Regions from separate parts of the Capsicum annuum genome. Here region 2 is linked to region 1. Evidence: chromatin contacts called from public Hi-C data. All regions are on one chromosome and are shown on one strand. Each heading gives the region's core, a stretch centred on a gene start, on an enhancer-like site or on the middle of the called end of the contact. The rest is flanking DNA. Distances are from core to core; before and after follow the strand shown.

What was found. Hi-C and Micro-C count contacts between places; a contact is called where the count stands out from the background.
Region 2: a contact with region 1 is called in a Hi-C map of leaf, with 2.2 times the contacts expected there. The contact joins the promoter of LOC107873000 here to the enhancer-like site in region 1. A contact is called at or near these places in 4 of 5 Hi-C or Micro-C datasets (bud, leaf and placenta).

The regions. Positions count from the first base shown.
Region 1 is chr6:173,471,042-173,476,801 of UCD10Xv1.1, forward strand. It overlaps LOC107873001 (probable L-ascorbate peroxidase 6, chloroplastic/mitochondrial), which reads left to right. Exons shown (of 12, transcript XM_016719691.2): 8 at 1,640-1,714; 9 at 1,808-1,885; 10 at 1,965-2,069; 11 at 2,404-2,465; 12 at 2,605-3,058. The coding sequence ends at 2,418. Among protein-coding and RNA genes, the nearest start is that of LOC107873001, 12 kb to the left of the region's middle. Within about 2 kb of position 3,155, at least 5 of the 5 cell types and tissues checked have an H3K27ac peak or open chromatin away from gene starts, as enhancers often do. A contact at or near this core is called in bud and leaf, where this site is marked.
Region 2 is chr6:173,527,383-173,533,142 of UCD10Xv1.1, forward strand. It overlaps LOC107873000 (nitrate regulatory gene2 protein), which reads left to right and starts at 2,655. Exons shown (of 4, transcript XM_047413548.1): 1 at 2,655-5,338. The coding sequence starts at 3,328.

The DNA of each region.
Region 1 (5,760 bases), core at 1,905-4,404:
CCTCAAAGTTAGGGGTAATGTCTGCGTACATCCTAGCCTCCCAAAGCCCACTTGTTGGATCCTAGCCTCTCGGAGCCCACTTGTAGGATTACATTAGACATCTTTTTTTCTTTCTGAGACCTTTTTTAAACCCCTCCCTTGGAGCTCCCACCTCTTTGCTTCCTTGATGACTCGACTCACAACTTCAAGGCTGGAAGTGAGGGGTGCTTACCATCTGTGCAACTCCCTCTTGTTGGATATCTGGTTGGAATAATTAAAATGTTAGCTAAGTATTTCCAGACTGAAAAATATATTATAATAGTAGGATTTTTTTTTTCCCTCTTACAAATGAAAACAAAAGTTACATCTAAAAAATGCAAGTATCTTTGAAAGTTACCGGTTTAAAACAAAAGGCAACTATTTTTTTGGTTTACAATTTTCTCAAATAAAGCCAACTAAAAAATGAAATTAAAGTTAAAAGTACCCTAGAAAGTATTTGAACACTAAAAAAGGGTAAAATTCAGGTTCGGTAAAAAATTAGTTCACACGACTCTGTCAAAATTAGTAACATCAGTAGTGACCCTAGGCTTTGATCTATGAGCTATGCTAAACATACTATTGGATGATGCTCTTATGCAGAAAATTATATTTCCTATAGTAGAATAGCAAAAAAAAATGTACATAGAATTAATTATAGGAGTATTTTTCACGAGAAATAACTGAATTTGAAATAAACTATCATCAAATAAGAAGATAAGAAAGCAGCCATACAATTCGTTGATGTATATGTTCCGTGCTATTTGAGCAAAGAGCATTGAGGTATGCAACAATGTCAAAAATTTCAAAAATTAATCATACCTAGATTTTGCAGAACGGATGTTGTCTTAATATTTTAGTTTGCTTTCTTTGAGATTCTGTAAACAAGAAATCAAATGCTGGAACGTGTATGCTCTATATTGATCTATGTAGCTCGGACTCTTCAAAAATGTCATTGGGTGGGTGTTGAATCCTTCAAAAGTAATGCATTTTTGGAGGATCCGACACGGTTGCGGCAGCATTTTTGGAAAGTCGGAGCAAATTAGCTATTGATTTCCTCGTGAAAATGATGTACCTGTGATGTCCTATCTTTCACTAATTATTGCTGCTGGGTTTTGCCTTCCTCCCTCTAATTCAACTGGTGTGATCTTCAAGAATGCGTTTTGTGATTACTAAATTGCAGAGCTTAGAAATATTGCGCATGAGCTCGAGAATCTCATTGTTCAATGTTGATTTCATCTTTAAGCACCTCCTTTTTGTCATTCTCATTCATTGGAATTTCTTTTTTGCTGGCAACAATTCAGTCTTTGGTTCTTGTTGGTTTATTTGTACAATTTAGGCACAAGTTAACTTGATTTTGAAAATCAGACTTAAATTCTTGCATAGTAGTATTCTAACACCAATGACAGTGATGTTGCTGCATTGTGTTTAACTTCTATATTTTTCTCATGTGTCTCTTTTTGACTTGATGTATTTCTCTACGCCATGGTGCTTTTGCTTCTTCAGAGATCCTGAAGGAAATCAGATATTCATGTTTTTTCCTATGTGCAATTACCAATAATGAAAGCTGATTTCTGCGACATTAACGAGTTTGTTGCCTGAACTGTTCTATTTCGCATTGCAGAAAGATGGACCAGGAGCTCCAGGAGGGCAATCATGGACCGTGCAGTGGCTGAAATTTGACAATTCCTACTTTAAGGTGCTTTCTGATGATGATAATTTGTATAGAAAGTCTGAAGAAACAACATGACTTAATTTTGTCCTCGTTCTTCACCTAAAATTATTGGTATAGGATATTAAGGAGAGACGAGACAACGATCTGCTAGTTTTGCCAACGGATGCTGTTCTTTTTGAAGATCCTTCATTTAAGGTGGAGTAGCATACCACAACTTCATGAATCTGTCTTTACAACCTAAATTTGTTTCTATTGACAATATAAGTGCTTGCAGGAATATGCAGAGAAGTATGCTGTAGATCAAGACTCATTTTTCAAAGATTATGCAGAAGCACATGCTAGCCTGAGCAACCTTGGGGCTAAATTTGACCCTCCTCAGGTACGTTTGCAGTATTTTCCCATGTATACTTTCTGTTTGAGCTGTACATCCAACCCACTCTTTGACTTACAATAAAATAGATATCTCAAATGATTCCCTTTTAAATGAACTAAAATTGTTGGCTCTTGTGACTATTTGGGCTTTTTATGCATCCTTCTCCTGCTGTCTGTCTTCCATGTGCTTGTGCTCTAAAAGCTTATTTTGTGGTGGTAAGATACAGGCTTTACTTAAGCAGACATCCCCAGACCGTATACTTATCCAGCTCGCTTTTGAATATTATTTTAGTTAGCAAGTTATTGAAAGATGCTAATGTGTTTGGAATTTGCTTTTGTAGGGTTTCTCCATTTAAAATAGTTTCATCCGAGGTTAACCAGAGAAGTTTGTGGCTGCCTGCCAGTAAGGTTCATCTTGAATAGCTTATTACTTGGTCATTTATTTGATATTAGTCAATAATATCATCCACTTTTGCATTTTAATCTCTCAAGACACCAACATATACTATAAGGTTAACCATTCCTCCTCTTGGTTGCTGCAGGACTAAGTACAACTTATCATCTCTACTTCTGCCGATACTTTAAATTTAGACAAGATCAAGCCAATAATCAAAACTTGAAAGCCTAGTGGACAGAAATAAATTCAACAGCCTTCCCTATTTGATTGCAGAGAGAGCTTATGTATGCTACGAGCCAAAATATTCCAACAGAATATGAAGGTTTAGAGGGTAGGCCAGATAAGCCTCTTCTGACAAACTTTTTCTAAATATCATGATTCTAGCTGGTGTTGGCACATTTGACATCTCAGCTTGGGAGTTGAGGTATTTTTGACCGATATGATAGGAAATATGCAGTGCGTTTTCAGTTCACATTCTTGATTTATGAAAATCTTGCAATCAGTGATGATATTGTTTGGTTATGTATGTGCTACTTGAATTAAACGCGTTGAAATTCACTTAAATATGGACTGGAATGGCTGTGATTTTCTACTTTAAACCTTTGCTGCTGCTTCTGTGGCTTTTATGGTCATTTATTCTTGTCTTGTTCACTGTCCTATATATTGTCGTCAAATCTGGCATCTTTTTACGCGCCTGCTTGGATCTTCCTCGTTCCTAGTAAAACAACTGAATAAAACCCTCACTATCTACTCCTTCCATGCAACTGTAGAGACTCTTTTACTAAAGAGTTATGTTCCCTTTGCGTTTTCTTTTTTTCTTTTTTTGGTTTTAAAAAGTAGAATTTAAGAAGTCCAAAACGTTCTTAAATCACGCATTCTGTCTCTGAAGAAATGGATTTTACTGTTTATGGTAAAATGTGCATAGACCTGATGATTATTGTTCATTGTGGTAATAATAATACTGGACATGTCTTGATCCTTAATGATTACTCTTCATTAGGAACGACGCTAATCTTGCTAGAACAAGAAGAATATATATTACACTAACCAACTATGAAGTTTTCTCAATCATCAATACAATAATGACTAGTTGAGAAAGAAACAAATGTAATGTTATATCTTCTGTGGGGGAGCATTTCGAACTACGTACTAAACTGTTGAAATCCAGTATTAACAAGTCCAAACATGACGTACAAAAGCTCAATTGAAACCATTTTCCACTTCGGACCAAACATTAGATCATCATTTAATGGAAAAAAGTCCCCTTTAAGTTTTTTTTTTTAAAACCAGAATTAGAAGACTGGAAAGTTGCATTGTAAGAAAGAATGCCTCCTCACTAGGGCTAGGCATAAAATACTAAAACCCGAATTACCAAACCTAATTGAAAAATTTGGTAATTGGTATTCAGTAATTCGGTATTTAGTATGGTATTTGGGAGCAAAATTTCAATATTCGGTATTCGGGATTGGGTTTGGTGCAAGATATTAAAACCGTTTGATATTCGATAAATACCGAATATCGAATATATAGAGAGAGTCATCCCAATAGATAATAGTATTAGTCATCCCAAAGAATCTCTTGACCTTGGTTATATATTCGTAAAAAGCAACAAAAAGAATATTAAATATGGTTTCTATTAAATATACTCTTTGAAGTTTAAACGTACATTTACACATTTCCAACTTTAATATGGTATTACCAAATACCGTATCGAACCGAAGTTTAATTTATTGATTACTGAACTACCGAACCGATGTTTATAAGTATGATATGTGGTATCTATGTTCAAATACTGATTACCAAATTACCAAATTCGAACTTTGAAAATACCGAACTGAATATCGAACGTCCACCCCTACCAGGGAATCGCAGTGACCAGGCTGGAGCCTTTTGGATAAATTGCATAAATTCTCAAATATTCTTTATCATATTTACTTGTTCTCCCACTAACTTAAATTAATTACATAATGTTTCACAATAGCCTCAGATATGTTCATACATGTTATAACCATGCGGATACATACTGCAACACTCAGATACATGCGGATACATGATGCAACCCCCCCCCCCCCCCCCCTCAAATATATGTGAATGCATGTGACTAAACCCGAAAAAATGCAAGTATTTCAAATTGAACCATGTATTTGAATACTTTAATTGTGTATCCAGATGTCATACAATGTATTAATCTACAATGTATTCACGACTATACAATGTATTCGTATCATTTTCTAATATAATATTATGTAGTAACGAAAAATTATGAGAAAGGGAGTCATTAACTCCTATTATTTGTGGGATTTATGATGTTTACCCTTACCTTGTGCATATGAAATCAAAAGGCTTTCAAATAACATTAAAAAGAAGCTTGTAGCTCAGAAAAGTGTAAGATGAACCGGAGTCGCAAATATTAAGCGGTTGGAATGACGCTCCCTCCGTTCATTTGCACATGTCCACAATAAATTTTATACGTCATTTAAGAAATAATAAATAAAGTGCATATTTTATGATGATACACACATCAATTGGCATGCTTCAATTTTTGCGTAGATTGTTGCTAAAATAAAACAAAAGATTTGATGTTCCGGGAGCCTCATTTTCAATCGGATGCCGTTATGAGTTTCTTTTTGCACATTTGGATGTGATCTAATATGATACGATTTGAAATTATGAGATTTTAAGTTTAAATTTTAATAGAAACAAAAATATGAAAAGATGATTTTCCTTTTTAATTATATGTCAAAATTTGTTGGATAGAGTTGATCAATATTTATGCTAGTAAGAAATAACACGTACTCATAAAATTAATTGAGGACACTAAATTCACTCCCTGTATTTCCTTGAATTGTAATAATGTTAGTATCAATATCCTGAATTGTTTTGTCATGTCGGGGCCATACCTCAACCTATCCTTTTATGTTTTGTCCATGCATGGTTGGATGATCCTATAAATCCATGTTGGAACAGGTTTTATCCTGTATGGTCTATGGATAACTCTTCATTCTATGTAATTATTTCTTCTCTTTGTGCTTGATGTTTTGGTCAGAGGCGGACCCACATGTATAGGTGGGCGTACGTGCACCCGTTAATGTTAAAAAAAATTATATGTATATATATGTGTATATATCTTGAAAAATTAAAATATATATAATAGTGCACTCAAAAAAAAATAAAAGAAGAAGAAGAAGTGCACCTTGGTGCGCTGGTTGGAGCCAGCGCTTCCCCCATACGACTAGGGATATCAATCCTGTAGCAGCACAATATTTTTTCTTTTATTTTCAGTACTTCAGAGTTTACTAAA
Region 2 (5,760 bases), core at 1,405-3,904, 56 kb after region 1:
TTTTTTAATAGATGTGTCATCCCAATTTGGGACAGGTAAAATGGGACGGAGGGAGTATTAATAATGTTTGTATTAATAATATTGGTATTATTTATGCTTATATTATTTCTTATACACTGTTTGATGTACTGTATTAGAACTTGTATTTTCAATTTTGATATATTTAAACAAAAGTTTTTAAAAAAAGATGGATTGCATATACATCGTAAGATTCATCTGGGATTGAGAGTCAACCAAATATTTATATCGTTTAAATTTTTAAATTATTAATTATTGTGATTTATAGTATATTTTAAAAATATATAGTAAATCAAATTATTTTTAGATATTTCAAGTTTTTAATTATTGTAATCTATAATATTTTTTATGTAATTTTTAAAAAATATATACTACTTTCCTTGTCTAAAGTTTTGTGTCATTGATAGTTATATGTTTGATATGAAATTAAATAAGGAATAAAATTTATTTAATTGCATCAATTATAATTAATTTTTACAATAAATTATCATCCTACTAATCAATTTACTTAAATATATTTGAAACAATTTTATACATAAAAAAGATAAATAAGATTTAAAAATAAATAGAAGATAGAAGACCCACATGTGTGGAAATATATGCAAATGTGTTATGACATTATGGTAAATTCTTACATGACATTACTTGTAATTAAAGAGAAAAAAATGGGCTTTTATTCAAACTTTTGATGAGGTTTCAAAATCAAAGGACAAAAAATAATTAAATTGAGCTTATAATTTATTTTAATGACTTTAATACCTTTAAATATGAATTTAAAGACAAAAACTACCATGTTAAAACCACCTCTTCTATAATATAGAAACATAATAAAATAAATATAAAATAAAAGAAGTGTTTGACAAAGTAAATTTGAGAAGAAATCAGCGATTCATGGTAGGGATTTGAAACTTTATTCAATAATTAATAATACATATACAATTAAAACTAGATCATTGCTATAGTTACTTCCTTTTTTTTTTAATCCATTATGTTAAAATAGATATTAATTTTAAAATTTTTATAACATTTATCACTTAATTATTAATTATTTTTTTGATAACCATGGAGTCCGGCTAACTTGCACACACTTCAATTAAATCCACAAGATATCTGTTACCTCCCATTAGATGGGAAAAAAAATCTAGTGATTGTCTCTGAGAATTAAACCTGAGAACTCATGATATTCATCCCAACTTTATTGAATTATTAGGCCACACTTTTGGCTGCTAAATTTATTATATTTAAATAATGATACAATAAAATTATCAATTATTCATTGTTATAAAAAATATAAGCTAAATTAATACTGAACAAGTATAAATAGACAAAAGGAATATATCACTAGACCTACCAAACTTAAACCAAGCCAAAATTTAAGGATCGTTTGATTGGGAATGAGTTATTTCGAAATAATTAATTTTAAAATTAGTTATTCCAAGATTAGTTATCCACCATATATATGGGATAACTTATTTCATTACTAAGATATAAATGATGGAATAAATAATCCATTGACTAACTAATACCTCAACTAAACATGAGATAAAATAATCATACATTTTATTCTGGGACTAATATAAATTATATTTCACACTAAATGACCCCTTAGTATCTATTTGGACAAAAGAAGCAGGGATAGAGACGGATCTAAAATTTTAAATTTGTGGGTTTCTTAAGCAAAATAATTTTTTTTAAAAAAATGTCATTGATGGGGTTAAAAAGCACAACCAAGAGGGCAATAAGACTCCAACAAGTACCTTTCTTGCCATTAGATCAATCACACACTTTATTGTGGATTTTGAACTTATAATTTTTATATATTTACTAGATTTCTTAATATAAATACAAGATTCACACAAAAAGTTACTAGATTTTCAAAAATTCCACCCAACGCTCTAAATCCGCCCTAAAAAGAGGTCTCTTCTAACATTATTTTATGGAGATATTGTTCGCCTACAACTGTTTTGCTATTTTTTATTGTCTTTTATACCTACTTTTTAACTTTTTTTCGGATTGATTTTTATCTTGAGCTGAGTCTATTGAAAACAGTCTACTCAACCTCATAGATAGTAATATCAACAACATATACTTTATTCTCCCAAACTTCATTGTGTGGGAATACATTGTGTGTATTTTGTTGTTGCTGTAAATTCTTTTGAAATTAAAAAAATTCAAAACATTTGTTGCATTAACTTATTTATAAGAATTCAAAAACAACTTAAATTTATATTTATATTCAAAATACAAATCTAATTTTCATCTTTAAAATATTTTTTAATTTTTTTCATTAAAGTAAAATAATTTTTATGATTAAAAATTATTATTTTTATTAGAATGAAATAATTTTTTGAAAAAATATAATTTTTTTTATGACCATAGCCTACAAAATTAAAAAAACAAATTCAAATTTATATTCAAATACTATATCAATTTCAATTTCAGCTCCATTTTTAATTTTAAAAAATTATTATTTTAATAATCAAATTTACCCTTAATCATGTCAAAATGTAAACGTACCAAAACAAAAAATAGAAAGAATAAAAAGTTATTATTATTAGTATTTTTTTTAAAAAAGGAAGTGAAAAAGGGACTTACCTTTTTACAAATACAACACTAAGCAACAAATGTTAATAATGGCATTGTTCACTGTCCACGACCTTTCTTCTTCAAAACCTCTGACACTCTCCCCCTTTTTCACTTCCCTTCTTCAACCCTTTGGGCCCATCATAAACCCCTTTTCCTTTTTTTTTTTTTTTTTTTTTGTTTAAGACAAATCTAAATTTGCATTTTAGACCGGGAAAACAAAAATCACGCATAACAAAGCAATGAAGTAGAATTAGTACAAGAATTTCAAACATGAATAACACTTCTTTTTTTTTCTTCTCTATATCTTTGTTTACTGAAACTTCTGACAAAATTCACAAATCTCCATAAACATCACTCATCTCAATACATAATGTTTCTTGAATTGGGCATGTAAAAACAAATAATTTTCGAGCTTACTGATTATTATTATTATTATTAGAGTAAAAACAAACAATTTTGTCTACAAACTTCCATAGATCAGAGATTCGATTGATTTTGTTGCCCCCGCAAATTCGTATGGGCGGTCAAGATTCAACCCCCTCAATTTCAAAGGTCAGATTTTTATCCCCTCCTAAACCCCTCCTACCTTTCTTTTACTACTACTTTTTACTTTTTACTAGTACTAATACTTGCCAAATTTAAAGTCATTGTTTTCCCTTTTCACTTGGGATTTGGGATTTTTTGCATTCTTTTCACAATGCAATTTTGCAAACAGGTAAAGAGATGACCGGAGGCGGTGGAAAAGTTACAGTTATTAAAGGGGCTATATGGCTTGAGGACTGTTTGGTTATTCTTGATTTTGTTTTTGTTGTTGTTGTTGAGATGGGTTGTAATGAGTCTAAATCGGTGGATACAGAACTTGTAATTCGTTGTAAAGAGAGGAAAGAACTGATAAAGGCTGCTGCTAATTACCGTTATGCACTTGCTGCTGCTCATGTTTCCTATTTTCATTCACTTAAGGATGTTGGCGAAGCACTTAGGAAGTTTGTTGATGAAGAGCTTATTGTTGGTTCTTCATCTTCTTCCCTTTCTACGCCTTCTTCTCCTTCTTTAGTATTGCCTGGTGAAAGGAAAATTGCTGGTGGAACTCATCATAAGCATAAGTCTTCTGGATCTTCCATATCTGTTTCGTCTTCTAGTTCTATTTCGCGTTTCCATGATGAAGATGAACCTGTCCACGGCCACCTGCATTTGTCATCAGATTCATCTGAAGAGGATGATCAGGAGCATCTACATATGCCCCAAAAGGGTCATAGGAATGTACATAAACATGATGAGCCTTCGACTTCAAGGGGTCGTGGGAATGCTCATCAAGATTACGAGGGTGGAAGAGGTCATGGCAATGTACATGAAGACTATGAAGGTAGAAGGGGTCATGGGAATGCAAATCAACATTACGAGGGGATTCATATGGTTGAAGGTGGTGAACAATCAATTTCACCATATCCACAACCAGGTTGGTGGCCGGGGCCGAGGCCTGGGGGATTGCCATATGGGATGATGATGAATAATGAAGCTCCGCCACCACAAGGATTTTGGGATCCATTTTATGGAATGAATCCACAATTTCAAGCTCCTTGGACAGGAGGACAACAATATGGTGGAAATCCAAACACGTATGCTTACTACATGAAGAAATCTTCACCAGTGATGAAAACAGTATTTCATGAAGCAGATCCAGTGCCTACTGGGTATTCCAATTTGCATTGGAGCTACCCAAATGAAAATGGTGGGTATGGCTACCCAAATGGAAGTGGTGGGTATGGCTACCCAATGGCTCCTCCATTTGGTGAACGGGGCAATCAGAGTAATCAAGGTAAGAAACCAAGTCCACCTAAGGAGCCACCGCCGCCTCCGGCACCCAAGGCCTCTGCGTGGGACTATTTTAATCCGTTTGATGCTTTAGATAGTGGTTATATGGGCTACTTTCCGCATAAACAGAACAGTTCTGCATCAGTTAGTAGTAGTCCTAATTCAACTGAAGTGAGGGAGAGGGAGGGCATTCCTGATTTGGAAGAAGAAACCGAGACTGAGATGTATAAGGAGTACCATAAAGGAAAGAAATTGAGTGATGAGCCAAAGACAAAGCGCGCGGAAGCAAATTCATCCAGAAGTAGTGACAGTGGCAGAAAATCTATGCCATCAGTGCCTCATGGCATTGATTTAAGGGGTGTAGCAGGACACAGTAGTATGGGCAGTTCAAAACCAGATTCGTCATTACATAATTTGGATGGCTCATCAAGTTCAAAGGGAGTAAAATCTGAGGGTAGTGGTGGCAGGATGAAACCGATATCAACAATGTACGATTCAGGTTCTCACTATTCGACTGCAGAACCATCACATAGTAGTGGTGGCAGTACAAAGCCAATATCAACAATGTACGATTCAGGTTCTCACCTTTCGAGTGCAGAACCATCACATAGTAGTGGCGGCACAGGTTCAATTGACATTACTGAGGAAAAAAGCAATTTTGAAACTCTCGTTTCAGGAAGCCCAGAAGATGTGCATATGAAGAAGAAAGGGGTGACCTTTGAGGTGGATGAAATGTCAAAGAATGAGATTGAATCACCCAGGTCAAGTAGCTTGACCACATCACATGCTCAGGGCACCAGGGATCTACATGAGGTTGTTGCTGAAATTCGAGATGAATTTGAGATTGCTTCTAGTTATGGAAGGGAGGTTGCTTTGATGCTTGAGGTTGGAAAGCTGCCTTACCAGCCTAGCTTTGTTAAAGGTATGGTTTTGCCAATGTTCCTTAATCTCTTGAGTCAGTTGATGCTGGGTTTCCTTTACGTTTTTACTTTATGTCTGTATAACTTTTTCCCATTTCACTATGTTCGTAAGCTATTTCTGTTTTGCTGAGTGTAATTTGGTTCTGCTCAGTTTGATTTCTTTTCATGCCATATATTCGTAAATCTATTCAAATCAGACTAACTTGAAAACCTTTTCCATGGAATGATCGTGCAAATAGTTGCAGCAGTGGTGTCATTTTATATAGTTATTGTTCAATAAATTTGATACGATACAAACTTGGTATGCATCAAAAACACCCAAAAACAGTCCACAAATTCTAGACAAAACCGAGAGCTCAATAAACACACTTCTCGGCCAACAATATCAACAAAGAAGAACAAGATAATGAGGTGTTTTAGCACC